7 separate regions of the Mus musculus genome follow, and regions 1, 2, 3, 5, 6 and 7 are each linked to region 4. Evidence: chromatin contacts called from public HiCAR-type and promoter capture Hi-C data. All regions are on one chromosome and are shown on one strand. Each heading gives the region's core, a stretch centred on a gene start, on an enhancer-like site or on the middle of the called end of the contact. The rest is flanking DNA. Distances are from core to core; before and after follow the strand shown.

The links. Promoter capture Hi-C pulls out the DNA fragments that hold promoters and counts their contacts. HiCAR-type assays count read pairs that join an accessible place to other places. Capture Hi-C pulls out chosen DNA fragments and counts their contacts.
Region 1: a HiCAR-type map of fibro-adipogenic progenitors shows a contact between it and region 4, with 8 times the contacts expected there. The contact joins the enhancer-like site here to the promoter of Igbp1 in region 4. A contact is called at or near these places in 10 of 39 promoter capture datasets (the 3T3-L1 cell line, 3T3-L1-derived adipocytes, the C10 cell line and 6 more), 2 of 15 datasets of contacts at CTCF or cohesin (pro-B cells and stem cell-derived epiblast-like cells), 25 of 484 Hi-C or Micro-C datasets (B cells, the G1E-ER4 cell line, the HPC-7 cell line and 15 more), 6 of 115 datasets of contacts at active chromatin or transcription factors (astrocytes, embryonic forebrain, embryonic stem cells and 3 more) and 3 of 9 other capture datasets (adipose tissue, embryonic stem cells and liver).
Region 2: a promoter capture Hi-C map of hippocampal neurons shows a contact between it and region 4, with 5 times the contacts expected there. The contact joins the enhancer-like site here to the promoter of Igbp1 in region 4. A contact is called at or near these places in 8 of 39 promoter capture datasets (the 3T3-L1 cell line, 3T3-L1-derived adipocytes, embryonic stem cells and 4 more), 4 of 484 Hi-C or Micro-C datasets (cerebral cortex, cortical neurons, myocytes and 1 more), 1 of 115 datasets of contacts at active chromatin or transcription factors (astrocytes) and 1 of 9 other capture datasets (embryonic stem cells).
Region 3: a promoter capture Hi-C map of liver shows a contact between it and region 4, with 2.9 times the contacts expected there. The contact joins the promoter of Nono here to the promoter of Igbp1 in region 4. A contact is called at or near these places in 3 of 39 promoter capture datasets (liver, pre-B cells and second pharyngeal arch cranial neural crest) and 1 of 9 other capture datasets (liver).
Region 5: a contact with region 4 is called in a promoter capture Hi-C map of pre-B cells, with 3 times the contacts expected there. The contact joins the promoter of Med12 here to the promoter of Igbp1 in region 4. A contact is called at or near these places in 2 of 39 promoter capture datasets (hippocampal neurons and pre-B cells).
Region 6: a promoter capture Hi-C map of liver shows a contact between it and region 4, with 3 times the contacts expected there. The contact joins the promoter of Foxo4 here to the promoter of Igbp1 in region 4. A contact is called at or near these places in 4 of 39 promoter capture datasets (the C10 cell line, erythroid cells, liver and 1 more).
Region 7: a contact with region 4 is called in a promoter capture Hi-C map of pre-B cells, with 7 times the contacts expected there. The contact joins the enhancer-like site here to the promoter of Igbp1 in region 4. A contact is called at or near these places in 7 of 39 promoter capture datasets (3T3-L1-derived adipocytes, the C10 cell line, hippocampal neurons and 2 more), 1 of 484 Hi-C or Micro-C datasets (B cells) and 3 of 115 datasets of contacts at active chromatin or transcription factors (astrocytes, microglia and pro-B cells).

The regions. Positions count from the first base shown.
Region 1 is chrX:99,731,062-99,734,604 of GRCm38.p6, forward strand. No RefSeq gene overlaps it. Among named protein-coding and RNA genes, the nearest start is that of Gm41898, 22 kb to the left of the region's middle. Within about 2 kb of position 1,625, at least 6 of the 459 cell types and tissues checked have an H3K27ac peak or open chromatin away from gene starts, as enhancers often do. A contact at or near this core is called in fibro-adipogenic progenitors, where this site is marked.
Region 2 is chrX:99,538,424-99,541,620 of GRCm38.p6, forward strand. No RefSeq gene overlaps it. Among named protein-coding and RNA genes, the nearest start is that of Gm31155, 17 kb to the right of the region's middle. Within about 2 kb of position 1,723, at least 34 of the 459 cell types and tissues checked have an H3K27ac peak or open chromatin away from gene starts, as enhancers often do. A contact at or near this core is called in cerebral cortex, cortical neurons and hippocampal neurons, where this site is marked.
Region 3 is chrX:101,428,302-101,431,674 of GRCm38.p6, forward strand. It overlaps Nono (non-POU-domain-containing, octamer binding protein), which reads left to right and starts at 1,350. Exons shown (of 12, transcript NM_023144.2): 1 at 1,350-1,461; 2 at 2,192-2,251.
Region 4 is chrX:100,493,040-100,496,121 of GRCm38.p6, forward strand. It overlaps Igbp1 (immunoglobulin (CD79A) binding protein 1), which reads left to right and starts at 1,252. Exons shown (of 6, transcript NM_008784.3): 1 at 1,252-1,517; 2 at 1,866-2,159. The coding sequence starts at 1,327. It also overlaps a transcript of Awat2 not described here.
Region 5 is chrX:101,272,290-101,275,480 of GRCm38.p6, forward strand. Med12 (mediator complex subunit 12) reads left to right here and starts at 1,802. Exons shown (of 45, transcript NM_021521.2): 1 at 1,802-2,070; 2 at 2,607-2,711; 3 at 2,883-3,074. The coding sequence starts at 1,972.
Region 6 is chrX:101,253,261-101,256,553 of GRCm38.p6, forward strand. It overlaps Foxo4 (forkhead box O4), which reads left to right and starts at 1,268. Exons shown (of 3, transcript NM_018789.2): 1 at 1,268-2,013. The coding sequence starts at 1,561.
Region 7 is chrX:101,330,861-101,334,162 of GRCm38.p6, forward strand. No RefSeq gene overlaps it. Among named protein-coding and RNA genes, the nearest start is that of Gm31385, 5.6 kb to the right of the region's middle. Within about 2 kb of position 1,826, at least 396 of the 459 cell types and tissues checked have an H3K27ac peak or open chromatin away from gene starts, as enhancers often do. A contact at or near this core is called in B cells, liver, microglia and 2 more, where this site is marked.

The sequences.
Region 1 (3,543 bases), core at 375-2,874, 760 kb before region 4:
GGAAGAACAGGGCCTGGCTTATATTTTAGAAGAATCCCTTTGGCCATTGTGTGAGGTGGGGCTGCAGAGGTGATCAGATTCTCTACAGCTCTGCTCTTCACCTGACCTGGAAAGCAGGATATACACAGGTACATCAGGCAGACGGATTTACTTAGATCACAACACCCCCTGTTTAACACTCTCCAGTGGCTTCCCCAGCACTTCCAATCCACTCTGGTGCCCTTGCCTGTAAGATCAGTGCCGGCCTTTGTTCTCAGCACATCTCACTCCCCCTCTCCCTCCAGTTATGCCAGCCTCATTGAGCTACCTTCCCAGTGGCCCTGCGTTCACACTCACCAGGCTTATTTTTGATTCCTTTGCATTTTTCTTCTGCCATAATTTTCTCCAAAGTTTTATCATCACCCCAAACCCACCTGAATATCACATACATAGGAAAGAACTTTTCTGACCCCTTGCCACAGAGCAGCTCTGGATCTCCCCCACCCCCTTATCACAGCCACCCACAGTGCTCCGTCTCACACTTCTCTTTGTGATTATCTTGACTATTTACATATTTTAAGGTCGCCCTTGAATGTGAGCATCAGAACATAGCCACTTTATTTTACCCAGTATTGTATTTCCAAGAACCTGGGAAAGTGTTGTCTCATTGTAGGCGCTTCCTCTGTGTCTGTTGAATGGACAATGGCAAGAAAGTCAAGTTATTGCTCTTGAGTTTTCTAGCCATGTAAGGATAGGCTAGACTTTTTGAAAGAAACTGTGCAAAAAGTAAAGGAAGCTAAAAGTACAACAAAGGAAGAAAATGTAAAAAGTATTGCTAAGCTTTTCAATAAAGCATGGGTCACTGAAAGTTGGATTGAGCCTCTATGCACATAAAAACCACAGTAACCTCACACTCAATGGAGAGACTGAATACTTCCCACTAGGGACAAGATGTAGACACCACTCAGGCTAATTCTATCCAACACTGAAATGGACATTCTACCCAGGGTAGTTAGGAAGAAAGTAGAAGAAAAGGCCTCCAAATTAGAATGAAAGTTGAAAAACCACCTCCTTTTGCAGGCAACATGATCTTGCATCTCCAAAATCCTAAAGAAACCACTGATATAAACACCACTAAAATCAAAGTAGAAGGTCAGCAATGTTGCAGGCAGCTTGCAGGGCATTGGGGCTAGAAGACAGGATGTCCTGCCTGTCCAGAGTTGCTGGAGCAGCCTTTCCAAGCTCTAGGCTACCATCTCTGTGGAATGAAATAGTCCAGACACACAAAGACTCATTCTGTCTTTCTGTAAGCTGTGCTCCAGCTCCAGCCTCATCTCCTTTTGTTCAAAGGTTGAAGGATTATATTTTCATATCCTGTGTGCCTTGTGAACTGTGCCAGCCAAGCCAGTCTGCAGCCAGAGTGTAGTTATCTCAGGATAAGGAATTGGACTCTATAAAGCATCATTCTTTAAGCTTTTGTACTCTCTCTCACTCTCTCCCTCCCTCTCTAGTTTTGTTTTTCACTTGGTTTCCTAGCAAATTTCCTTTTGAGAAATTCCAATATTGTCTCATCTGAACCAAGGGGAATAAGATTTGTCTACAAGTTGGTCACTGTAGGGCTAGCTTAGAGGTCAGGGGTCCCTTGAGGCTAGGTGTGGGGGTAGCTGCAGCCAGCACAGCTGGAGATGCAAAGGAGGGTTGAAGCTGTGCAGATTTGTTTTTTGGATGATGGCTTAAGATACTGAAATGATAGGCTTTTGGCTTAGGATCGAGTGCATCTCACTAGGGAAGAATGTGGTTGCTTGGAGACTTGCCGATCTGATCAAGATGACTTTAACTGGGGGGAGGGGGGACATGCCCATATCACACTGTAAGGCCAGATACTATAGACAGCAGCAGGCATGTCAGGAACAGAAGAATAACAGAAAGACACCCTGTGATTTTCGGGAGAAAATGGCTGAGAAGGAAATTGGGTATGGTGCTTCCAGCTTAGATTGTCAATATGCCAGTGTGAAGAGTGAGAGCAGAAAACAAAGCAAATTGAGATTGTTTTCAAACACAAAAAAAAAGTAAAGAAAAATCGAAGCCATCACCGAGACTCAGGAGTAAAAAAATCCACAACTGAAAGACATTCATCATCTGCTAGATTGACTTGAGTTTCCCAACCATAGGACAGAATCCTTTGTGCTCATTTGTACCAACTTTGTGGCATCCAGAGGGTAAGATTAAGAACACAGAATCAGAGAGAGAAGTACTGAGGAAATGAACATGAAGTCCAATAACTGTGGAAACTCTTCCCTTGGTGGTGCCCTTGGTGCCTCACATTGTGGACAGATGAGTGAAGAAGTCAGACAGGGCCTCTGCACTCGCAGAGCTCCTACTGAGAGCAGATAGACAAATGCAGGCACTAAAAATGAACAAAATAACCTCCAGATCACTAAAAGATCTGCAGAGAAAATGCAAGTGATTGCAATGAAGAGGAGGGAGGACTGGGAAGCTTGGGTGCCCTGAGGTCACCTACCTGCAAGGGTGACTGTTGACTGCAGGGAGAACAAAGTGTGGGAGTAAACCATGGGAACAGAGAGAAGTGCTAGGAGACAGGAAACAGCCAAGGACCAGAGGGTGATCCAGGCAATTGGCTCAGATTTCTCCTGCCGGAAATGGGCAGGAGTTTAGATAGCTTACTGGGGGAGGTGGGAATTATGGAAAGGCAGCAAGGAAGTCACAAGGGAAGAAAGAAAGCCCAAGTGAGGAGATTTCAATCCAACTTAGAAGACAGAACAAAATAATCATGGAAGGCAGAGGAAGGGAGGGACCTGATGGGACAGGGGAGGGGGAGAGGGAATGGGAAAGAATGGCAGGATCAGGTAAGGGGGGTGGGGAACAGGGGGCCAGGTGAATGAATGGGAATATGCAGCTGTGGGGGGGGCAGTGGGAACCTCTGGAAATTCCCAGAGACCTAGGGTACAAAAGGCTCCCAGGACTCAATGGAGATGACCTTAGCTGCAATGCCCAATAGTGGGGTGATGGAACCTAAAGAGACCAACTCCAGTAGATAGATAGGGCCCCTAATGGAGGGATGGGGTCACCAACACATCACCAAAGTTTTTGACTCAGATTTTTTTCCTGTCTAAAAGAAATACAGGTGCAAAAACGGAACAGAGACCATTTTAAAGTAACAATGGCCTAACTTGGGATCCATCCCATGGGCAGGCACCAAACCCTGATGTTATTACTGATGCTATGTTGTACCTGCAGACAGGAGCCCAGCATGACTGTATTCTGAGAGGCTCTACCAGCAGCTGACAGAGACAGATGCAGATACTTAGGGCCACCCATTGGACTGAAGTCAGGGACCCCAATGGAAAAATTAGGGGAAAGATTGAAGGAGCTGAAGGGGATGGCAACCCCATAGGAAGACCAACAGTGTCAGCTAACTTGGACCCTTGGGAGCTTCCAGAGACTAAGCCACCAACCAAAGAGCATACATGGGCTGGTCCAAGGCCCCTGACACTTATGAAGCAGAGGACTGCCTTATCTGACCTCAGTGGGAGAGGGTATGCC
Region 2 (3,197 bases), core at 473-2,972, 950 kb before region 4:
ACACTCTTTCTATATAGCCTTGCCCCCTTACTCCTGCCAGATTCCCAAGGCTTGCATGACAGTTGACATGGTGAGTAGCTATGTTTGTTTCTTCCTGGGCTTTGGGCAGCTTTCAGTGGTGGGCTATGATTTTGTGGCCTGGGAAACCCCTGTTGGTTTTGTTTCTATTTGGCAATCTTCAAAGGCCTGGGATGCTTTGTCTTGGTACTTGTCTGTGGTCGATTGAGCCATTAGGGCATTTGTTCATGTGGTAGCAAGCCCTCAACCACTAGCTGGCATGCTAGCCTTATAGCCTCCTGTTTGGGCATCTTCCCCTTTAAGCAGTCATGGAATCTCTTGCTCAGTTGACTGACTGTGATGGAGGACCCTCAGAAATCCCAAGCATAGGCAATCTGCAGCAGGAAGAATGAAGGTTCTTTTGACAAGAGTTTCTGTTAGATGAGCTCAATGGTCATCACCTTGGAGCAGTATGCTCAGTGGATCCATTCTGATCAGGGTCCCTGAGCAGCCCTAAATCTTGAGAATTCTGTGCTTTGGAGGCCTCTCTTCTGCTGCAGAAGAGCTAACTAATAGTGGCCACTCCCCCCAGGTGACCTTCTCTGGATCACATCAACCCCAGCCTGTATTTCCATCTTGTGATGCTCTGGCACGTTTAAGGTCCCTGAAGCGTTCCAGGACTCATGTGAATGGTGTTTTCCTGCAGCTCTGAGCATCCCAAAATGGAAAGGGGTCTGGCAGGCAGATTGATCCCATGGGCTGACATGGGATTTATTTATTTATTTATTTATTTATTTATTTATTTATTTATTTCAGGATCATGTGATGGCTTAGATTGTAGAATGTTTTTTAACATGTTGACTGGGATTGCTTTTATAGAAAGGCTATCAAACTGCACACACACCTAGGGTAGTCTTTCTCTGGAACTTATGGAAGTAAGAGTACAAAGTCTCCAAACAGCAAGGAAGTCTTGAAGAGCTTTAGCACAAGGCGTTCCTTTTTGTATTCAGCTCCCATTGTCCTACTCCCCCCCCAGAATCTGTCCTGGTCCTAGCCCCAGTCTGGAACTTCTGGGGGATTTAGAGATGAATGAACCCCAGTCTCTGCCTCTAACACCTTCCAGGCTAATAGGGACACAGACACAGAAGCTGTCCCTTTAAATAATATACTAGAAAGAACAGCAGTAATAATAAGAGCAGATACCAGTTACTGAGGTCTTACTATGCCTAAACATTGGGTGTTTTGCAAGCACCATTGACTTGGTCTCAGTGACCTCCTAGGTGTCACTATTATCCCCACACAGGAGGCAGCCAAGGGCTTGGTAACGGGAATCGATGGCAGCGCGAAAGCTCTGATTGTAACTCAGATCTCCCCAGCTCCACAGTCTGATTCTTTTACACTCTCAGACCTTGAACCTGCAGCCAAGTGTGGTAAGGCAACTTGCCCAGAAAAAAAGGGGCTGAATCTAGTGCCCTCTGCCCTCAGCCCCACAGAGAAGTCATAATGCCTTGCCAAGAAGACAGTGACATGTGTCCCTGATCCTAGCTTCTTCTCCTACTATGGTCCTATCTCTTGGCATGGTCCCAGAGACAGGCAGGCCATGTGGTTTGCACTGCCAGGCCACAGCTGGCCCACCTTCATGTGCCCCCTCCCATGCCCAGCCCCCTCTCCTCAGCCAACCATACAGCCTTCCTTCCGTTCAGCATTCTTGCCAGCTGGTGTGTGAGCCCTGTGTGAGGAGATGAGGTTGCTATGGCAGCTGTGGAGGGCTAGTGTGGAGGGGGGGGTACCCTGATGCAGAGCGGCTGACCTCTCTGGGAAGGGAGGCTATGGCCCCAGGCCTGGTAAGTGCTTCAGCAGGTCACCTCAGACAGCCTACCCCCCACCCTCTCTGGCCTTCTGCCCACACCGGGTGTGCTTTAAGAGCTCTTACCACACAGAGAAAGGGATGAGCCAGGGAGGAAAAATGCCCAGGCTCTTCAGAGCTCAAGCCCAATATAGCAGAACTAATTTGAAATGTCACTTAGGGCCGTCTCACTCCCAGCCAGCAAAAAGCTGGTTTATTTACATAGTTGGCTGAGGCAGGAGGCCAAGAACCTTGTCATGCCAAGGCATAGGGAATGGATGGCTGGGAGTGCTGCCCGTGTCCCCTCGGCCTGGAACCTTGCTCCTGACTTACCATCTTGAAGCCCCTGTGGGTACAAGGGCCCTCATGATTGCCTTACCCCACTCTAGGGATCGTTCACCCACCCCACCCCCTTCACAACATAGGGCAAGGCAGGAATTACTGGTGACCACCTTGGTGCCAGTTTGTGTTAGGCTGAATGCCTGGCATGATTTTCTTATTGGGCCCGTACCGAAGTGCTATCTCTACATCCCAAGTCAGGAAGCTGAGACTAAGAAAGATGAATGATTTTCTTGCGGTTCTATAGCCATTAAGAAAGTGACAACCAGGATTCAAATCCAGGTCCATCTGGCTCCCGAGGCTATGTCTTTCCCCTCTAGCTGTGCTTTGTACTTTGGCATCAATCATTCAAGCTTCTACCCAGGATATGACCTATCTAAAACATTAGACCTACCAATTGACTACCAGGCATATGTGTTATTGGGGATGAAACCCAGGGCATTCGAGGTCCATGCATATATACCAGTGAGCTGCACCCCCAGCTCCTGATGGCCTTTTAAAACAGAGTCCCCATAGTCTCTCTTGGATTGCCCAGTGAACCCCTAGACTGAAGCCAACAGGCCTGTGGTGGGCAGGGTAGTTCAAGCCTCCAGTAAGTGAATGGAGGCCCTTTCTGGTGCTTGCTAATATGCTTCAATTACAGAAGCACCTAGGTCCCTATTGATAGGGGCATATGGAAGTGACAGTCTTAGCTGACTATGCTTTTTTTCTGTCCTAGACCGAGCATCTTCCCTATGACTAAATGGGTGTGAATGTTGGGAGCTCAGAGAGAAAGATGTAGTTCGTGTTCACATGAATCTTCAAGCCGCCATCTACAATAATATAACAAGATTGGCTAATAGTGATTGGCTTGTGCCAGGAACTTTTTTTTTAAAGGCATCTGGGCTCTGAGAGAGGTCCTATTGCTTTTTAGAGGTAAAGAAACAAAATGTTGAGAGACACAGCATTTTGCCCAGGGTCACTCAGCTGGCAAGAGATAACAGTGAATTCACACAGACTTGTCAAAGCTCACATT
Region 3 (3,373 bases), core at 100-2,599, 940 kb after region 4:
AATCATTTCTGTTTGATTGTGACAGTCATACGTAGTAAACAGCTGTCATAATTGGATAGTGGATATAGGAGATCAGTAGTAGGGCTGAAACTTCATACTGAAGGGCATTATCTGATCTTGATCCCCCCCATTTTCTTTTTTCATAATAATGTGCTATCTTATCTCAAAGAATTTGGGAACCATTGGGATAAATATACCCACTATAGTAAGTTGTAGCCATATGTTGATGCACACGCACACGCAAACGGGGTGGATTGGGTAGAATATAGCTAGTCTCTACTACTGTATTGAATGGTGCCACAGAACCTTCCCAACATTGTAAGAGGCTTATTAGACAGCACAGTTCCATATCATTGTATCCCCATACAAGGTATAGGTAATGCCTATTGAGATAATCTGCCATCAGGAGTATGAATTAATTACTGAGGATTAACTACTGGTGCCTATCTATTGAACCTTGTAATCCTTGGTTAACCGCCTGGGAGAGCTAGGCATTATGGAATAACGAAGGTTATTATTACCTGATAGGCCTCCTATGGGATAAAGAGTAGGTCTGATGTGAAGACCTCCAACATACTGGTTCAGGCACCGCCGACCAACCTGTTGAGTCTCTCTGCGATGGGAACCTTAGTCTGTTTGGCCTATCGGGTTCTCTGGTTACTATGGAAATGGTGCTAGTCACAGTTCTGGGTAATCACTGAGCTTAAAGTGTCAAAATCGTTTGCCCTCCTGCCTGTTTCTACAATCATGTCCATTTCAGTTACACTTCCCAAACATACCCAGCACTGAGAAAGGAAACTAAAACTGTATAGGGTGTCAGGGTAGACGCTTTGAGGAAGTGTGGAAAAAAAGAAACATGGCGGGGCACATTTTTTTTTTTCAGTAGCAAACGGCTAGCTCTACCACATAGAATACAATGACATTGTTAGTCTTAATTTTGCACAGGCGCAGTGCATAAATTCTCAGCACACGCCTACGTGCACATTTTCCCCCCTTTTCGCTCCGATCTTCCTCTCGCACAAGTTCTCTTCTCTCCTCCTCCCACCGCTAGGTTTTCAGTCCTTCCGTAGGGCCGGGTGAGCCTCTCCTTCCGACCCCCTACCTTCCACTGCTGGCTCCCCCTCCCCCTTCCTTTTCCGTCTTGTGCTCGGCGCCTCTAGTGCATGCGCATAAGCTACGAAGCCTCGCTCTTTGTCCCCATCTGTCGTTCACACGAACCCAAGGCTTTGACAGTCGGTAGCCAATAAACGTTAAGAAATGGCGGACTAATGAGACTTTCTCGGGAGATAAACTTTGACTGGCAGTTCACATAGCCAATCGGGAATCCAAAATTGACCCCCCCCCCCCTCGGGAGGTACCGAGCTCCGTCGGCTCGTTTCCGGCGGTCGCGCGCTCTTTTCTCGGGACGGTGGAGGCCGTGCAGCGTCGCCCATACTCCGAGCAAAGAACTGTGGCCAGAGGGTGAGTTTGGGGATGGCTCTTTGGTTGCTTAGGGATGCGGTGGGGCTTCCTGCGACACTCTGGAAAGGGAGGGGTTGGGGCGAGGCCGAGTTTGCACACGGGCTATGGGTTCCGAAGGCCCGGGAGGCCTTTCCCCCTCCGCACAAGGCCTTCGCAGCCCACCCATGGGGGCCAGAGCGCTCCCTGCTCCCCGCCGCGGGCATTAGCCAATGCTTTTCTTGCTTCCTTGCCCAGACTCTTTGTGCTGCTCACCCCCAATTTTAGTGGCCCTAAGTTGTTGGCTTCTTGAACGCCCTGGGCCACAGGGTGTGGGGTCTATTATACTAAGGCCCTGAAGTCGAGGTTAGAGGAGGAGGCGCTTTGCTTTGTCGGATGCTCCTCCCTAGCCTTTCAAGGCCATTAATTCCTAGAGGGCCTGTGGGGCCCCTGGAGCTATGGATTTTTTGTTGTTGTTGTTTTGTTATTTGAAACGAAAGTGGGAAGTTTGCTAGTTCAGACCCCTTGGCTTTTGGTGCTAAGTTCATGAAACACCCTCCACCCCACCCTTGCACGCGCGCGCGCGCGCGCCTTTTTTCCGAACCCCTTGCTCCTTAAGCTTTTCCTAGGCATTTGTAGGCATCGCTTTTCTAAATTAAAAAAAAATGTTGCTTTCTGTGGCATTACTTTCGAGTATTTTTCACTTTGCGGACGTCTTACTGTAAGCTGACACCTTTCTTTGTGTTTTTAACAGCAGTCGAGGTTAGTGAGGACTGCGAGGCAGACACTTTGCTGTGTTCAAATCCAAGTCAAGGTAGGTGCAGGAGGTAGGGTCATCAGGTAAAGTGCAGGATGCTTAACTAATACAGATTTTACAGATGAGAAATTAATTTGGGGGGCACTTTTCATGTTATTTAAGCTAAACCGTTTTTAGAATCTGAAACTAAAATGTGACTGAGTGGTGTGGGTTTTTTTTTTTGTTGTTGTTTTGTTTTTATAACCCCTAATTATGGCTGTTCTAATAGGGGTTAGTGCTTAAATTTATGTTTGTCCACTTCATTGTTTTTTAAATAAAAAGTCCTAAGAAACTCAGCCGCCTTTACCGTGATTGTATTCTACAGCTTTAACAGTCGCCCACCAGGCAACCATATCAGCCTAGCAAGTTCACACTGGATTTCTCTAGCAGTTTTTCATTTAGTAATTTGACTCTTCTAAAATTGAGAGGACCTTGATTTAGATTTCAGATACCTGTGATTAATATGGTCCTGAACATGTCTGCAGGTATATCACACACAGTAGCTATAGTCTCTTTCATTGTGGTTAATCTTAGGACGTGATAGGAGACAGAAATCCTAACTGCTGATCTCTGTAGTTAGGGTTTGGTAAGTTTATTTCTGCAAAATTATATTATTGCATTTAACATAGGAACATTTCTTTCATGCTTGGTACTTGCTGTGTATACAGTGGTAATTTAGATTCTTTGGGCAGTGCTAACCTTCCTTGGTAAATGGAAACTTATGGAGAAGACTACATGGAAGGGAAAGATTTTGAAATCTGTCACCATGGGGATTTTTATTCAAAAACAAATAAAATAAATTTGGTTGTTACACGTTATCCATGCACTCAGGAGGCAGAGGCAGGTGGATTTCTGAGTTCCAGGACAACCAAGGCTACACAGAGAAAGAGAGAAACCCTGTGTGTGGGGGGGGGGGGGAAGAAAGAAAGAAAACAAGTTCTCCATGGTCAGACATGGTGGCAGAGGCAGATGGACCTCTGAGAGTTAAAGGCCAACCTGGAGTACAGAGTTCCAGGACAGCTAAGGCTATGCTGCGAGATTGGGTCGAAAGGAAGGAAAAAAGAAAGAAAGAGAAAGATTCAATTGTTGGGTGTTTATACTTTTTCTATATTGACAAGTTAGGGAGAATCTGATGATGAC
Region 4 (3,082 bases), core at 2-2,501:
AAAAAATAATAACAAAAAAAATAGTTGGCATCTATTTTTAAAAACAAAGAAAATTTAAGAACGCATAACTGAATATACTAAAATACTATTATTGGGTGTGTGTGGTTCAACTGGTAGAGCGCTTGTGTAGAATGCACAAAGCCCTGAGTTCAATCCCTAGGAACCAAATGTGGTGACACGCTCTTGTAATCCCTGCACATGGGATTGGAAGGTAAAGGCCATCGCGCTTCAAAGCCAGACTGGATTACAAAAGACCCTGTCTCAAAAATATTATCATTCAACATATAGTCAAAGCGTTGAGATATTTTTACATGTTTTGATTATATAATCAAAATCTGACCTGTAATTTACTTTTACAACACATCTAAATTTAAGATAAGCACACCTGAGCACTAGGTAGCCAGCCATCTAGTATCTGCAAAGCTGAGCTGATTTCCAAAGAGATCGCTTTATTTTTCTATTTATATATCATGACTCTGGGTAACTTCAGTATGAAGGATAGCCAGAGGAGGTGCTAAGATGGCTCATAATCATTCTGGAAGGGAGATTTTATAAAACACTAGCTATTAATGCAGTGTGGTCCGTGCTGTATGCGTGCACAGAAGAAATCCGAACGGCGAGGTGAAAGGCACAGTATATGGGGAGAGAACCAAAGACTGCATAGAAGTGTGACCTGGAAAGAAAGTTCCAAGAAAGGAAGGCAGCCGGCTGTTGGTAGATAGGAGTTGCAAGTTTTCAAATGTTCCTGATCAAAGAGAAAGGTTTCACAGGGTGCTGGCTCAAAGGGTGTTCGAGTGTATAGGGGACAGAAGGTTGTGGCGCGGTGGGTGGGCATTGATCGAGAGCGCGACTTACAACTTCACGTCCTCTAGGGTAAGCAGACCCGGAAACCGAGAGAGTGGCCGCTGACTAGCAGGACTTTCCTTGGGGGAACGACTTGACTTCTCTGGCATAGCAGGCTCGTGGTTCTCCAAGCATGGAACACGTTCGCCTACTCACGCTGGCTGGAGTTTGGAAATCAGCCCCGCCACTCCTGTGCCTCAGAGTACTAGGAACTTGCAAGTCCACTTCTGGCCACGTGGAGCCCATCTTTAGTAAAACAGCACAGACGACTTTAAAACAAGCGGCTGGCTGAAAATGAGTCCCTGGAAACGGTTGCCAGGGCCAGAAAACTGCGATTCCCAGAAGTCATTTGGGAAGCTTTGGTAACAAGTCGCTGGCCAATGCACTACTGCTTCCTGTGTCGTGAGAGCTTTAGGGCTCGTCTTTATGGAGTTTACCTTTGACTTCGGTAGAAATTCTTCCGGGTTTCTTTCTTTCCACAAGATGGCAGCGTCTGAAGACGAGTTACTGCTGCCGCGGCTTCCGGAGCTCTTTGAAACAAGCAAAAAACTTCTGGAGGACGTGGAAGTAGCAACTGAACCCACCGGCTCCCGAACAATCCAGGATAAGGTGTCCAAAGGACTAGAACTCCTTGAGAAGGCTGCTGGAATGTTATCGCAGCTTGATTTGTTCAGGTACGGGGGAGAGGGCAGGAACCGCAGAGAAGGAATGGCTAGCAAGGGCAGAGCCATTGCACTTGGGTGGAAAGGACCTTTAAGGCTAAAACCGCGCGGTTCCTACTTGTTCACCCGTGTACATTCTTTCCATTCTCCACTTTTCTTCTGAGATGCTTAATATCCCAGAACAATGCTCCCTCGTGTACGGCTGACTGCCTGGTCCTTGGGTATGCAAGCTCAGCCACTTTCTTTTTAATCTGGCCAATGTCTTTGCACCACTCTCTCCCAGCCCTATTCTTCCCTAGAAGCAGGGGCCACGGCTTAATGCTCAACCAGGCTTCACGGCCTCCTCTTTGCTCTTTGCAGCCGAAATGAAGATCTGGAAGAGATTGCTTCCACCGACCTGAAGTACCTGATGGTGCCAGCGTTGCAAGGAGCCCTCACCATGAAACAAGTCAACCCCAGCAAGCGTCTAGATCATTTGCAGCGGGCTCGAGAACACTTCGTACATTTCTTAACTCAGTGTCATTGCTATCATGTGGCAGAGTTTCAGCTACCCCAAACCAAGACTAACTCAGCTGAAAATAATACTGCTAGCTCCTCCATGGCCTATCCAAATCTCGTTGCTATGGCATCTCAAAGACAGGCTAAAATAGAGAGGTGGGTCAATGGCTGTAATTTGAGGGCTGTAGTTGGGGGTGCATGTGTTTGTGTGGTGTGTGTGTGTGTGTGTGTGTGTGTGTACTACAGAATAGTGTATTTTATTTTCTTGGTTCTTAATGAACATAGACCCTGGTGAAAGCAAACTTTCCTGAATCTTAACAAGCCTTTGTGCCATTGTTGAGGGGGTTGTGCTAAAACTTCAGGACCACCCCCCCAGCCCCTCAACACACACCTTAGGGTCATCACTAGTAGCAGTGTTATTCTAACCATTAGGTTGATCAAAGTATACCACAACCTTTTCCATGTCACTGCATAATGCTGTTTGTATGGGGTAAATATTTCAAAAGTACACAATATCTTGAACTATTTACTGAGCAATTCTGTTCAGAATGCATACAGGCTGGGATGTCTAGCATCCTGAATTAATCATAGCCCTGGTACAGCATCATGTTAACCTTGATTTAACCTTAGAAAATTCCGTGAATGCCCAGTGTCTTAAGAACAAAGTTAGGCACTGGGGATACGAACTGATTGGGTGTTTGTATGAATGTGGGTGATCTTTGTGCTCTGTGGGGAAAAGTAGCGTAGAAACAGCATGGCAGTATAAAATGTTGTGAAGGGAGAGGTGTGGAGTACGGTGGAAGCAGTCAGGGGCACCCACAGGCAGAGAGGGGACCTGTGGGAAGACTAGGCTTCTCAGGAAAGGGGGTGCTTAAGGGGACTAGGAGTGTGAGGCTGGGGAAGAGGAGAGGATGGCATTCGCCCGTCAGAGCAATAGCGTTGGTAAAGCCACAGAGGCCTTAAATAAACAGCTGGGAGGGAGCTGTATGGGCGGAGAACAGTGCCCCCTCCCAAGCAATAAAATAAGGCTGGAGCCAAAAGGTGGAAGAAGGCAGAAGGAATAAGGAGGGAGAGTGCTG
Region 5 (3,191 bases), core at 552-3,051, 780 kb after region 4:
AGACAAGATCTCACTGTGTAGTCCTGGCTGTTCTGGAAGTCAAAGAGACTGCCGACTTCTGTCACAGGAGTGCCGGGTTAGTGCCCTTTGCCACTAAGTCTGAGAAAGAGTCGTTTGTACATTTTATTTATTTGTTTGTTTGTTCCATGCATGTACACGGTGCTCAGAGGAGAGTTTGCAAAAGTCAGTTCTCTGCTTTCATCATGTGAAACCGGAAGATTCTATCCTGGTAATCAGGTACAATGGCAAGCAAGCATCTTCTGCCTTCTGCCTGGCCCTATTGTGAAGGTTCATAAGTTGGAGTTCAGATATACAAAGCTTCATGATAGAAAATATCTGACAATTTGTATAACTACTATTCTGTGAAGATTCCTGTTTCTTCCTCCTCCTGCTCCTCCTCCCTTTTCCTTTTGATCCGGCCTGGAAGCTTTAGGAGGCAGATGGCTCACTGAGCTTTCTGTGAGTTCTAGGCCAGCGTGGGCTATATGGAAAGTTTTAGGCCACCTGCGATTACATGATGAGATGACCTTGTCTCAGAAAAGAGGTGTGTGTATGTGTGTGTGTGTGTCTATGTAATTTGGGCTGGAAGTAACTTGTTATCCTTTTGCCAATCTCCCGAGCTGTGGGAATTACAGGTGTGTGACACACATAATGTAAGTGTCAATGGATTTCTTTTTGAGACAGGGTATGTGTCAGTCACTGTTGCTCTGGATGACCTGCTTGCCCCACCACATCTGACTCTGATGACACGTTGGCATTTTTTTTTTTTTTTGGTTTGTTTTTTTCCTTCCAGAGCTGAGGACGGGTACCCAGGGTCTTGTATTTGCTAGGCAAGTGCTCTACCATTGAGGTAAATCCCCAAACCCTGTGGTTTTTTTTCTTTTGAGACAAGGGCGCTATGTAATTCTGGCTGTTCTGGAGCTCAGTGTGTAGACCAGGCTGGCCTTGAACTCAGATACTCCTGCTCCTGCCTCTCTAGTTGCTAGGACTAAAGGTGTTTGCCATCAATCTGGCTACTTTTTGTTTGTTTCTTTGGTTTTGTTGTTGTTGTTGTTGAGACAGGGTTACACAGTTCATACATGGACTTGGCTGTTCTGGAAGTCATTGTGTAAACCAGGCTGGCCTTGAATTCACAGAGATCTGCTTTCTTCTGCTGGGACTAAAGGTGTGCACCGCCAGGTTAAGGGTTAACAACAACAACAAAGGGTTAGGGGGTTGTGGTGCAGAGGGCCTGTAACCACCTGGAGAGATTATAAGCACTTCAGTTTTACAGTTGCTTTCTTTTTGTGTAAGGCAAGCACTTCACAGAGATCCGTCTGTCTCTGCCTCTGCAGGGGTTAAAGGCCTGCGCCTGGCTAGACCGGATCTTTTGTATCAGATCAGAGGTGCTTTCTTAAAACAATAGTAGTTTCTAATCTTTACAACTGTCCTTTGAAGGAAGTTTAGCATGCCCATTATCCAGATGTGAGAACCAAGAAACGAAGTGATCAGTAAAAGACGCAGTTATTAACTAAACTAAAAATTCCCGAGCACTTATTTTAGGCCAAGAACTGAGCGAGGCCACGGGAAGCCAGTTCCAGCGAGAGAGCTCAGCGCCGCGGCTGCCTTCCCTATTCCAGGTCTGCGCCTCCAGCCCCGGCCACGCCGGTGGATTTCTAGTGTGTGAAATTGACTTTCCCTCCTAGGGCCCAAAGCTCCCGGGCTGTGGGGCTCCGCCCCGCGCCGGCGAGGCCCCACCCACTCTGCAGTCAGTATTGTCCGACGGTACCCAGCGTCCCTCGGCAGTTTCCGGCAGTAATCGAGAGTTTCTAACGTGCCCCGCCTCCGCCACCCCCCTTCTCTCGGCCTCGGTCCTCTCTACCGCCGCCCGGCTCGCTGTCCCCGTGCTCCCTCCCGTCCTCGGCCCTCCGCCCCTTCCCTCCCCACCTCGCCTGGCCCTGCAGGCGCCTCAGGCGGTACGGGCTGGGCAAGATGGCGGCTTTCGGGATCTTGAGCTATGAACACCGACCCCTGAAGCGGCTGCGGCTGGGGCCTCCCGATGTGTACCCTCAAGATCCCAAACAGAAGGAGGTGCGTTCACAATTCCCGGTTCCCGCGGGGTCCGGGCAGGTGTTTCGTGAGGGAAGAGACACTGACAGTTGAGGGCAAGGGGGGATGAGGTTAGGTGAGAGAAAAAGTCCCAACAGGGGGAAGAGTAGAGTGGACTGGTGCCCTGCTGGAGAGTAGGGTCTGCCAGCAGTTCCGGTTGAGGAGCTCGTGGGTTCAGGAGCCATGCCAGAGGTGCCCCCCTCCACACTCACTCGGGCGCTCACACACAAACCTCAGAAAGTTGTTAGGGCCAGCTTGGTGAGGTGCCGGTAAGGGAAGAGTGATGTTGAGGTCGCTCTGGGGGATGTGGGAGTCTCATTGACTGTGGGGGTGAGGGTGGGGTCCAAATGAACATAAGGGCTGGGCTTTAAATAACAACCTCTTCTAGTCAGAATCCTCCTCCTCCTCCTCCTCCTCCTCCTCCCTGGCTCCCTTGTTACCTTTTCCTCTGCCCTCTCTTACAACCTCTTCTATAAGGTGAATGAGGGTGAGCTAAAAATGCTGTTTTTCTGCCTCAGGATGAACTGACGGCTTTGAATGTAAAACAAGGTTTCAATAACCAGCCTGCTGTCTCTGGGGACGAACATGGCAGTGCCAAGAACGTCAACTTCAATCCTGCCAAGGTGAGACAACCCTGCCAGGCTGAAGGAAAAGGCTGGAAGAATCTGAGGAGCAAAAGCTCCGGGTTGGGCAAACTGAAAGGGACAACCTAGGTGGCAGAGTTTATAACTCAGTGCTAGCACATTGGCATTTTCACAGTCTTCCTACCCTGAGGTCTACTTTTCCCCCTTTAGATCAGTTCCAACTTCAGCAGCATCATCGCAGAGAAGTTAAGGTGTAATACTCTCTCTGACACTGGTCGCAGGAAGTCCCTAATGAACCAGAAGGACAACTTCTGGCTGGTGACTGCAAGATCTCAGAGTGCTATTAACACCTGGTTCACTGACCTGGCTGGCACCAAACCACTCACACACCTAGCCAAAAAGGTGAAGTACTCTTTTCCTGTTCTTAAGGTCAAGGTGGGGAATGTGTCTACCTATATTCTAAGATGTAGCTATGTGGTGTCAGCTCCCTGGAGTAATTAGAGACATTGCTGTTTGTGA
Region 6 (3,293 bases), core at 18-2,517, 760 kb after region 4:
ATTAGAAGCCGGTGCACTGTTGAAGAACTTAAACCCAGTCATAATGTCTCCATTTAGAATTTGGAAGTAGCAAGTTACAGAAGTGGAAAGGTGACCATCAGTGTGGCTGAGAAGGTTAGGTAGACCCAGAACAGCCTCTAACCAAATTCAGAGCTTAAGAGTAGGGATCGGGGATTTAGCTCAGTGGTATAGCACTTGCCTAACAAGGGCTAAGGCCCTGGAGTCGGTCCTCAGCTCCAGAAAAAAGACAAAATAACAGAGGTTAAAGGTAGCTAGAGGGTGGAGGTATAGGTGCAGAAAGAGATTAAAAAAAAAAAAAGTTCAGTTGGAGACATGTTGAATGAGAAGCCATTGAAGATCAGAACAAGGAGAAGATCAGTATTTCAGAGGCCTGCATAGCTGACAGAGGAAACTAGCAAGACTGTCTGTGAAATGTACATAGAAAATGGAGAGAGTGCACCATAACCAATGAACACTGTTTGTTGTTACACAAGCTTCCCTCTCAACTCCCCAAGTGAGTGTGTCTTATTTTCTAATCAGATCCCTACTTGTTGATACTCTTTCTGCTTCTTATAAGGGCAATACATTTTCACTTTGCTTTCTTAGTGAAGGATGGGAAAATCTAGCGTCTTTCAAAACGATCTTTTGGGCGACCCCGAAACTCGAGGAAGTGGGTGAAAAGGGAAGGAATGAGGAAAAATATTTTTAAGAAAAGAAAAAGAGTCCGGGACGACCTCTAATCATTAAAGTTCCACCTCCCCACATCCTGCCACGCGCCGCTCTCCTGCGGCCGATATCGGACTCCTGATCGCAAGGTAGGACGGGAGATGTAGTCTTCGAGAACGACCAGGGTGGCACGATTCGAGAACTCAGTTTCCCAAGTGGCTCCTGAGGCGCGTGCGCAGATGGCTGCCCCAGCGAGTGGTAAACAGAGACGTCTGGCGGGGGCTGCTGCTTGGAGCAAAACAAAAGGGAAACCCGGGGGGCGGGGGGTGGGGGGGTCCGATAGGGGATTCAGTTCTGGAGTTGGGGAGGCTGGGGCCGCAAGAACCTTGACCCTCTCAAGAGTGACCTGGAGGGAAGAGGCGAGGGGAGGGAGAGCCAGGGGAGGGACAAGTGACGCCCGGGAGCGGGGCGTGGGGGAGGGCAGCGATCCGGGTGGAGGAAATTTGGGAGGAGTGTCCGGGGGGCAGCAACTTGAAAGGGGGAGGGAACTTCGCTGAGGAGACGTTCGGTGATGGGAGCGCAATGTATGAGGGGATACGGTGCCTCAGGTTTAAAAGAGCAGGAAGCTGAGTGAGAGGGTGCAGAAAGTGCCTTCGCTAGGCGGAGGTTACAGGTGGTGCCTCAGAGCGCTACTCTGAGGCTGCAGCCCGGACTCCGGAGGGGATCGGAGAACGGAGTGAAAGGGACAGTTTAGGAGCTAGAGTCCGGAGACGAGGGAGAAGTTCGTGACTTTCTGAGAACTGGAAAGAATGTGTTTCCCCCCTTGGGGGAGGCATGGTGAGGGACTGTGGCAGGCTCCACTGATCGCTGAGCTGCAGAGGTTCGACCCCACGTATGGATCCAGAGAATAAGAAGTCAGCCACAGGGGCTGCCGCGATCCTAGACCTCGATCCCGACTTCGAACCCCAGAGCCGTCCGCGATCCTGCACCTGGCCCCTTCCTCGACCAGACCTCGCTACGGAGCCACACGAACCGTCCGAGGTGGAGCCCAGTCTGGGACAGAAGGTACCCACGGAGGGACACTCCGAACCGATCCTGTTGCCCTCTCGGCTCCCAGAGCCGGCAGGGGGCCCCCAGCCGGGAATCCTGGGGGCTGTAACAGGTCCTCGGAAGGGAGGCTCCCGCCGGAATGCCTGGGGAAATCAGTCATATGCAGAACTCATCAGCCAGGCCATTGAAAGCGCCCCGGAGAAGCGGCTGACACTCGCCCAGATCTACGAATGGATGGTCCGCACGGTGCCCTACTTCAAGGACAAGGGTGACAGCAACAGCTCGGCAGGATGGAAGGTAAGTATGACTCCCTTACCTTCACGCCATCCACCCTTGGACCCCTCTAGTTACTCTCACTCCGGGGCCCCCCATTACCGCCTTTCCACCCCTTTGGAAAGCCCAAAGATCCACCTTTAATCTTCAGTTAGACAGGCATTTACTTAGTACATAGTATATACCACACTCTGAGCAGCTTGAAGCAGGAGGATCGGAGATGAATAAGACACTGTCCCTGCTCTGAGGAAAATCGAATTCTCTACTCGCTACTCAGCACTTTGGCTTGAGCTGCTCCAAACATTTATTCCCACAGAGAAGTCTTTATCCTATGTACAGCAGGAACTGTGTGGATTCTCCACCGGCACCTAGCCTTCCCTCCTCCCTCCCCTCCCACCCAACACCTTTTGGCCCATTCCTGCGGGATTACTCGGATTCCCTGCTCGCCTCCCAATACCTCAGTGAACAGAACTGTTCTACGATTGCTCTGCCCAAGAGGGAGTGGGCGGTGAAGGGGGGCAAAGTGGTTGGTATCCATGGGGAAAGGTAGCGACCTTGTGCACTAAGGAAAGAGGCCCGCAAGCTGCTATCTGCCTCAGTTTACCTTCTCCTGACGAAAATCCTTCCTTGTAAGGCGCTCTCCAAACTCACGGGGAAAGTCTTTGTTCAGGAATACTACTCATGGAGAAAGGAGGTATCATATAGCTTTGACTTTCGAGTCCAAGTTGGTCCTTGGTCTTTCTTGAAGAAACTGGGAAGATCTCAAACGGTAACTCTGAAAACTTCGCCAGAGAAATACGGACTCTAATCACAAAACTAAGGAGGGTTCAGCCCGTATCCATGCCTTGTATCTCTCTCTGTAGGTGGTTTGTGTTAGTGTACCAAGTACAGCGGACAGAATGGACCTTCACGTAGACGTTAGAGTGAGGGAGCAGATCTACAATGTGCGGAGGGGCCAGACTGAACAGAAGATGGGACAGCTGACCGAGACCCTTGGCGCTATTTCTGGGTAGACTGCCATGCCACAATCTGAAGCTCACAAAGAGCTTCCCTCCTTGGACGCAGCCTGCACAGCTGTTTTTCTTTTCCCTTAAGTTGATTTTCCAGGGTAGAATGACCACGAGTGCTTGTTACACTGGGAGTAGTCCCTTCTTATGACTTACACGTAACACGGCCTTTAGAGTTTATGAAGTCTTTTTTTTTTTCCTCCCCTTTTGATTCTAGGAACTGAACCCAGGGCCGCATGGTTGCCACTAAGCTAAATCCATAACCGGTGAAATCTAAGAATTTTTTTTTCATTTAGT
Region 7 (3,302 bases), core at 576-3,075, 840 kb after region 4:
TTGTAATGTAAATATCTGCGTTTTCTGATGGTCTTAGGCAACCTCTGTGAAATGGCTGTTTGATCCCACAAAGGGGTCAAGACCCACAGGTTAAGGACTGCAGATATTGATGAGATTATTGATGGAGAGGGTACATAATTGCAGAGGGAAATGAAAATAGCAGAAAGAACAAAAAAGAGAGAGAGAGAGAGCCATCTTTACGGTGTTTTGATTCCTAGAAAGCTGCTTTTTTATTTGCATAGGCTCCAACTCTTCCCTGGTTCCCACAAAACGGGGGTCCATGAGTAAAGGCCCTTTAACCATACTCGCCAAGATGTGGACAAGTCCCTTTTTATCTTTCAGTTAAGATACTTTTCAAGCCTGGTGTGGTGGCACATACCTTAAATCCCATCACTCAGGAGGCTGAGACAGGCTGCTCTCTGTGAGAGGCCAACCTGGTTTACAAAGTGAATTCCAGGACATTGAGAGCTGTGCAATAAAGAAAACCATGTCTCAAAAAATGTTTCTTTTGGTTTTTCAAGACAGGCTTTCTCTGTGTAGCCCTAGCTGTCCTAGAACCCTCTGTAGACCATGCTGGCTTGGAACTCAAGAGATCCACCTGCTTCTGCCCCCACCCCTCAGTACTGGGATTAAAGGCGTACGCAGGCGCAGCTCAAAAAGACCCCCCCTTCCCTTTTGAGATAGGGTATCTCCATATTGCCCAGGGTTTCCTGGAAATATGTGGACCAGACTAGCCTCAAACTCACCAAGATCCTCCTGCCTCAGCTTCCTGAGTGCCGAGATTAAAGGTATGGGCTACCAAGCTTGGCAAGGGAACAAGAAAACTTCCCAAGTAATGTTTGTGGGTCACCTCATAAACAACAACACATTTTACACAGATTGACATATTTTATCTTGTAAATTGTAAAGTTTTAAGATTTCTGATCCTGAATTTACATTGAACCTATTCAAGGAACTTAATCAAATCAACTTTTCCAAACTAGAGAGGGCTCAGGCATTGGACCTCACTCACTACCTGGAGCTAAGCCTGGCATGGACCTTTAGGGATTAAGAGTGGTGGGCAGTGAGCAGGGTGTGGTGGCGCACGCCTTTGATCCCAGCACTTGGGAGGCAGAGGCAGGAGAATTTCTGAGTTCGAGGCCAGCCTGGTCTACAGAGTGAGTTCCAGGACAGCCAGGGCTACACGGAGAAACATTGTCTCGAAAAACCAAAAAAAAAAAGGTGGTGGGCAGAATCGGCCTCCCTTCCTGGTCTCCCAAGCCTGTCAAGACCCGGGTGGGTGCTTTTATTTTGTCAAGTGCTGCCCTCCTGTAGTTCCTCCAACCACTCTAGCCCAGGCTTCGTCCACCCCTTTTCAGGCTTGCAGAGGGGGAAAAAAGCCCAGGGAAGACCCCGCCCTTTCCCAGAGCTGTACGATGTGTTTAGAATATGGCTGATAACTAAGACAAATGTGCTTGCGAACTGGAAAAAAAACAACTTGGAATCCTGACAGCTTTCTGAAAATCCGGCCCCATGATGGCCGTCCCTACTCTTTCTTAGCTAGTCTTTCGTTTTAGTGCTCAAAAGTGGCCATGTGACCTTGACGGCAAACGCCATCTTCCTGCCAGGGGGCCCTGCGCGCGTCCGTAGCCTTGGCCGCCGCCAGCGCCCAAGCTTTTCGGATCTCAGCAGCTTTAGACCGCCTCCCAAGACCCCTTTTCCGGTCTGCGAGGCCTGAGAGACTCTCAGATCATTGGTGGAGAAAGTATGATTGACACCATCCCTGTCTAATGACTGGCTACCTCTTTTCCCGGCTCTGATGACTAGTTCCGCTTCCTTTCCCCGAGTCTTTTTGATGACTCATCCCTCTGTCTGCGCTGCGCAAAGTGGCCTTTCCCGGCCCCGCCCCTGCTGCCCGCCACCCTCCGCCCCCGCCAAAGAGAAGGAGCTTCGGGAATTTTATCTGAAGGCGCGCGCGCGCCCGCGCGCCCCCCTTCTCCGCCCCGCCCCCCGCCGCCGCCGCCAGCGTGCGCGCGTGCGTGTGTGTGTGCGTGTGCCTGTATGTGTGTGTGTGTGTGTGTGTGCCTATGTGTGTGTGTGTGCCTATGTGTGTGTGTGTGTGTGTGTGTACTTGAAGCTAAAACACTTATTTCCGCACAGGAAGGAGTCTCATTTCCATATAAGGAGCTTAACCCCTCACTGTCCTTTGAGGTTTCTGTCTTACTTGTTGGAGGCCGGGGAAGGAAAAATGATTGGGAGGGGGACTGCCTCGGCTTCCACTTCAGCCCCAGATCACAGGGGGCTGCCTTTGCTCCAGCTGCCAGCCACTCTGAGGGAGGAGCCTGGAAAGGTGGAGTTAGGTGGAGGCTTTCGGATCATTCTGTAGGTCTCTGGGGACATACGTGTCAATCATATAGGACAACCTTAACAAAGATTGTAATCCTAAAGAGGAATCCAGCCTTCGGTAGATAATGGAGAAAACAGAGAGCCCAGGCAGAGCGAAGAAGCTGCTGGATTCAGATGAAAGGATGGATGTCTACCTGAGCCAGGGGCCCTATGTCATCCATGCTCCTGCGTGCCCTTACAGCATGTTTTCCCCGACTGGGTTAAATGAAGCCAGAAGCTGTGTAAAGGGAGCTGGCTACACTTGTCTCCTTTAGGCTGCTTCCTGTAGTCTCGTTTTGCTTCTTCATGCTCAGACATCACTTCTCCGCCAAGTTTCTTATCCCACAGGTAAAGCTGCCTGAAAGTAGCAGTGTAGCCTAGGGTTTCATAGGCTCTGTGTGCAGTAAACACCCATAAGCCTGAGTATTGCATCAAAGAATGGAGATTTCCGAACCACATACACTGAGGTGTGGTGGTTAGGAGGGGGCTGAGTTTTTATCTTCCATCTCTAGTTCTCCCTGTAGAGGTCCCCTGGCTGAATCCCACCCACCGTTCATTTGCATTGTCCAGGCTCGACCCTCTACCTTCTGCATGGAATAGCCAAGGAACAGGAAAGAGGCAACATGTGTTTTGCCCATGCTGGGGTAAAGGGTCAGTGCAGACACAAATCCTCCTTGGCTTTTGTTTCCGATTTTGACCATTTCAAGAATCAGCACACGAATGGTGGAAATTTAGACTTTTCCCATTGCGCTGATAGGCTGTGTGATCCTCTGCCGGGATGCTGGGCTGTGGTATAATCCCCCTGGCAACTGGAATATTCTACTAGGAGACGTGTACCCTTGCCTAATGCTATCAACTGCTTCCAGTTTCTCCTCTTTATTATAAAGCGTTTCTCCACTCACTGCCTTGCCTTTGTTAATTTACCCACGGTACCTGCT